2 separate regions of the Capsicum annuum genome follow, and region 1 is linked to region 2. The links are chromatin contacts, called in public Hi-C maps. All regions are on one chromosome and are shown on one strand. Each heading gives the region's core, a stretch centred on a gene start, on an enhancer-like site or on the middle of the called end of the contact. The rest is flanking DNA. Distances are from core to core; before and after follow the strand shown. Region 1 has its middle 58 kb from the start of LOC107873093. Region 2 holds the start of LOC107873093 (metacaspase-1).

What was found. A called contact is a pair of places that touch in the nucleus more often than the background predicts.
Region 1: a Hi-C map of placenta shows a contact between it and region 2, with 2.8 times the contacts expected there. The contact joins the enhancer-like site here to the promoter of LOC107873093 in region 2. A contact is called at or near these places in 2 of 5 Hi-C or Micro-C datasets (leaf and placenta).

What each region holds. Positions count from the first base shown.
Region 1 is chr3:118,592,198-118,594,941 of UCD10Xv1.1, reverse strand. No RefSeq gene overlaps it. Among protein-coding and RNA genes, the nearest start is that of LOC107873093, 58 kb to the right of the region's middle. Within about 2 kb of position 1,426, at least 2 of the 5 cell types and tissues checked have an H3K27ac peak or open chromatin away from gene starts, as enhancers often do. A contact at or near this core is called in leaf, where this site is marked.
Region 2 is chr3:118,533,661-118,536,819 of UCD10Xv1.1, reverse strand. LOC107873093 (metacaspase-1) reads left to right here and starts at 1,419. Exons shown (of 5, transcript XM_016719819.2): 1 at 1,419-2,001. The coding sequence starts at 1,569.

The sequences.
Region 1 (2,744 bases), core at 177-2,676, 58 kb before region 2:
TAAGTCTGAAGAGACTGTAGTTGGAAATTTGTATTCGAGACATGCACTAGCTAAACACACACAATCCCCCACCCACCCACCCAAAACAATTTTTTTTTATCACATTTAACTGCTGGACACAAATTATTATGACCTCAGCCAAATATAAAGTATACATAATGTGTGTATATATATATATATATATATATATACTTTTTGACAATTCTTTAAACAAAATTATCTTTTCATTATTTTTTATTTATTATTTAATTATTTTTTATTATATTAACTAGACTTTCTAAAATATATGAGACTCCTAAAATATATGGTAGTAGATATAATTAGCATTTTTCTAGACTTCATAAAATGTATGGGACTCCTAAAATATATGGTAGGAGAATTAATTAATATTTTTTTCTACTGTTCAATTAAAAAAATACTCCTAAAATAGGACTTTATTAAGGAAATACTTCTATAAATATTGAAGATTAGGTTTGATAAATGAATTATCCATCTTTACATACTCAAAAGATATTAAATTTAATTATTATATTTATTTTTATTATTTAAATAAATATCTTATTTAGTGTAATGTTTGAACTCATTAAAGTGAGGTACACGCGCAAGGCACGTATACCTAAACTAGTATATATATATATATATATATATGGTAAAAGTGTCATCTATCTGTCATACTATTGGGTAAGTTTTTCGTTTTTCGGAAAAGGATCAGAAATATCCTTAAAGTATTAAAATTCGTTCAAAAATATCCTCTGTTAACCTGTTGAGCCAGAAATACCCTTCAAGTATTGATATTGATTTAAAAATACCCCTCCATCCTCCTTTATGACTCAAAAATACTCTTGCAACTAATGGACTTTTAAAATCATAATTAAAAATTTGGAAAAGGGCCAAACATACCCTTTTAAGTATTGAAATTGATTCAAAGATACCCCCATACACCTTTATAGCTCAAAAATACCCTTTCAGCTAATTTGTTTTTAAAATCATAATTAAAAAATTTATTAAATACATGGCAGCTTTTTATTGATTGAAACTAAATTAATTAAAATGTTAAATCCAATCCGAACCCAACTCAAACTACCTAACCCAATTCGTACAAAATTTGCCTCAACTAAAACTACCCAGTAGTATGAGTAATTTTTTCTATCAAATATAGGAACTTTGTTGACTTAGAATTTGTCAGTCTAATGTAATGTTGTGAAGAATTCTATCCCCTAATTATAATGTTAGTTTGATATTTCTTTGTGATATATATTTCTTTGTCTTAGCTAGCAAAACTAATTGGGATGTCTTGGTTATGCCACGTCTTAGGCAACACTATCTTGTTACCTCCTCCATTTCATTTTATGTGACATATTTAGTTTGTATCAAAAACATATTATATTCTTTCCTAAGTAGTTGTCTCTATTTTTGTTTGTATATATCAGATTGTCTTGCCATCACTGGGCACGTGTATTCCCTTACAAGACCACTTCACACCACACACTTCACATCATTCATCGATCAAAATTATGATTGATTTTGTAGAGTTTGAATTGAGCAGTTTTAGTTGAATCCGGATTGGGCTTAATATTTTAATTAATTTAGTTTTGACCAATAAAAAATTATCACACATTTAATAAAAATTTTAATTATGATTTAAAAAATCGTTAGCTGTAAGGATATTTTTGAGCTATAAAGGTGGATGGAGGGGTATTTTTGAACCAATTTCAATACTCAGCGGATATTTCTGACTCTTTTTCAAAATTTTAATTATGATTTACAAAAATAGTTAGTTGCAAGGGTATTTATCAGCCATAAAGGTGGATATGGGTATTTTTAAATCAATTTTAATACTTGAAGGGTATTTCTGACATAATAATTTAATTGAGTATATTTTTTATTTTTGAATCAATTTTAATACGTGAAAGATATTTCTGACCTGTTTTAAAGAAAAATCATAGTAGTACACATTTGATTTTTGTAATTGTAAGTCAAATAGGATTTATTGTCTTTAGCTACTTCATTTTTCTTAAACGTTTCCCGTAAATTTTCTAACACGCTATTCTTCTTTTTTCCTCCCATTTTTTATTGATTGATCAATAAAAAAAATAAAGATGAATTCAAGCAATAGTTTTTTCATTATTTTGTTCTTTTAGTGTCATTGTGTTTTATAGTTTGTCAAATTCATATAAGTTGAGGGTTACAGTGAAAGGAGTTTCTTCTATAGCCAAAAACATATGATAATTCATGTGTAACTTTAGATTGGTTGTCAGAAAATAACTGTGATTATAACAAATGCCTATGGGAAAATGTATGTATAATTATTGTTTTTAGTCAACGGTTTATCAGAAACAACTCATCTATCTCGTACGGGTAAGATTTATTATTACACTGAGTATGTTATTATTGTACAATTATTTCTTGTGAGTCGAGAATCTATTAAAAGTAGTCTCCTCATTAAGATTTTTTATCGATTAACTTTGTTTTACCATAATCCTTCTTGTTATTATTAATTTGTTACAAGTATTTATGTTATTATTATGCTCAAGATGTAGTTCTTTTTTTCTTTCAAATATATCATTAGTAATTCAGATTTTGTATTGTAAATAACTTGAAATAAACATGCAGCACACGTTTGCATAAACACAACACACACACACAAACACACACACACATATATATATACAAAGGCAGATTCAGGATTCGGAGTCTCAAGGTGCCAAGTAGACTTATCGATTCAATCAATCGGAGATTTCAAA
Region 2 (3,159 bases), core at 170-2,669:
CAATTTTTCTTCGAAAAGTTAACTAATATTATTCATCTAAAAAACACAGTTATAAACTTATTTAATTGGTGAAATTATAAGCTCTCTTCTCTTTTTTATTTTACTAGTTTAGGTATACGTGACTCGCGCGTGTACCTCACTTTATTGAGTTCAAACGTTACACTAAATAAGATATTTGTCTAAATAACAAAGATAAATACAATAATTAAATTCAACATCTTTGGAGAATTTATTTAATTAAACCTAACATTTACCAAAAAAAAAATTGTCAAAGTCGATCGACATTCATCTAATGCGATGAAAGAGACATCAAAACAATATAACTACACAAAAATTTTCTTAAAGCCGTCTGACACTCATCTACCATCTGTAAACTATAACAAAATAATACGATAATAGAGACATCAAAATAATACAACTAAACTTAACCTTTACACAAAATTTTTTCTCAAAACAGAGATATAAAAATAATACAATTAAATCTAATCTTTGCCTAAAAAAAATCCCCGAAGCTGACCGACATTCATCTACCACCTGTAAACTACAATAAAATAATACAATTACGATTACAAAGCTTCAATTTTGATGAAAATAATTCTTGTGTGAGCGAAAATTTTGACCTTAAAGAATGACCTGAATGAAAACAAAGAAGATATATATATATATATATACACACGTTGAATTCTATTATATTGACAAAAACCGTGAAGAAGTTGAGGATTCGAAAATTAAACATCCATCAATCTAGACATGCAACCGAATTAAGTTCGATGAACATCGATCATATTTTCCCAATATGTAAATTGATTTCTTCGGTAGTTTAACATGCATCTCAATATTTATATAAGTATTTCCTTAATAGAGTCCTAGTATTTTTCTAATTGATCAGTACAAGGAAGAATATTAATTGATTCTCCTTCCATTTATTTTAGGAGTCCTATATATTTTAGCAGTCTAGTTAATATAATAAAAATAATTTAATAATAATTAAAAAAAATAGTGAAAAGACAATTTTATCTAAAGAAAAGTCTTTGGACTTCTAATTGATCAGCACAAGAAAAAATATTAATTGATTATCCTTTCATATATTTTAAGAGTCTCATATATTTTAGTAGTCTAGTTAATATAATAAAAATAATTAAATAATAATTAAAGAAAATAGTGAAAAGATAATTTTGTCTAAAAAAAATATTTTAATAAAAGACAAAAAGTTAAATTCAAAGTCTTTACATTTTTAATATATTATAGATATAGATATAGATCGTAGATTGCAGTTATAAACTTATTTAGTTGGGCATTATATTTGAAAAATTGCCTATATTTTTTAAATAATCAAAATTTATAATAATAGGGTAGACATGCATGAAAGTCAACCTACGAGCCTTCGTCTCCTCCTCCATTCTCATTCCTACCAACTTCCATTTCTTTTTTTTCATTTTATTTTATCTATAAATAAATAAATTCACTCTTTGCTGTCACCCATCAATCCACTAATACATAAAAGTGATCACCATATTCAATTATCTTAATCGAAGTTCCACTGTTAATTAATTGAGGAAAAAAAAAAGATGATGCTTGTCAACTGTTCCAACTGCCACACACCCTTACAACTTCCACCAGGTGCAAAGTCCATACGCTGCGCCATCTGCCGAGCCGTAACTCTTATCGCTGACCCTCGCACTAATCCAGCACCACTACCACCACCACGTCCTTCCGCCTACTATCCTACAGCCCCTGCCCCGCCACCACCACCAACACCAGCTTCTGCCTACAATAACCACTACTATCCTCTAGCTCCTCCCCCGTCTCCTTATAATTACCACTTAACTTCAGGTCAAAATTCCTTGTCACAGGGCGCGCGAAAGAGAGCTGTGATTGTTGGTATTTCGTATAAGAACACCAAGAATGAACTCAAGGGATGCATCAATGATGCCAAATGTATGAGGTTCTTGCTCACCAATCGATTCAAGTTTCCTCAAGACTCCATTCTCATGCTTACTGGTATAACTCTCGTTCATCCCTTTGAATACAATACGCTCCCTTTTTCCCATCTTTGAACTTATCGTATCTTGACTTTGACTTGTTCTGAGGTAACTTTCAATTGTTTTCTAATGCATTGTGCCCATTTTTCCAATGGAATTACATTTATCACTTCATGACCTCTAGCAATTAGAGGAATTCGAAAATTTTCAACTGCTGGTTGAATTTTGAAAACAGAATAACCAATATTTTGTAGATCAGGGGGAAGGGGTCAAGCAATTGAAAGAAAAATTAAAGCATGAAAATTTACCTTTTTACTACATTCTGCTAAATGTTGTGTTGGTTTTTTAGTATAGTATTTAGTGTCAGACAAGAGACCAAGTTATTGTAGGAACTCAGAATATTGAGTCCAAACAAACATGTTAGGTTCTCTATGCAATATTCGGGTCACTGCAATGTTTTACAAAAATGTCAAAACCAACTAATATTGTTCAAGTATTTCCTCGTCCTTTGTTTTTCTCCTTTATGAAACTTTGGATCTTCACATAAGTAAGACCAAGTGTTCAGACCTGACAAATGGAAAAGTAATTTTCAATTCTTTATTTACACAAAAAATAAAAATAGACCACTTTATGTGTAACATTTTCTCTTGCTCCTTCCCACGTAAAAATGGCAGTCCGATTCACTAAAGCTCCACTATGCGCAAGGTCAAGAAAGGATCCACCACAAGGGTGTATTATACATAGCTTTACCTTGCATTTTGTCGGAGGCTGTTTCTAAGGCTTGAACCCATGACCTCCTGGTCACATGGCAAAAAAATTGGTTCTCCTCACATGATTTTTTAATATGATTAATTATCAATTTTCGCATTAGTTTGGTTCTTTGGGTTATCAAATCTCTTACTACTACTTTTGTAGACAAATATTACCACTGTGCTCTTTCTAAACAAATCAGGTTGGCATTTATTCAGTTTAAGCTAAATATGATAGAGATTATGTTGTTCACTAATGTCTATTATCTTATTTCTCATGGTTATTGATAGCAAGTGCAACTGCTGGAATCTGTTGTTCCACTCTTTTGTCTAGTTGTTGCTTAGAGTGATAATTGGTCCTGATCTTGTGTTTATGTGTAGGAAACTTTAGAATTTTCAAATGTTTGTCCTATTTATTCCCCCGCCCC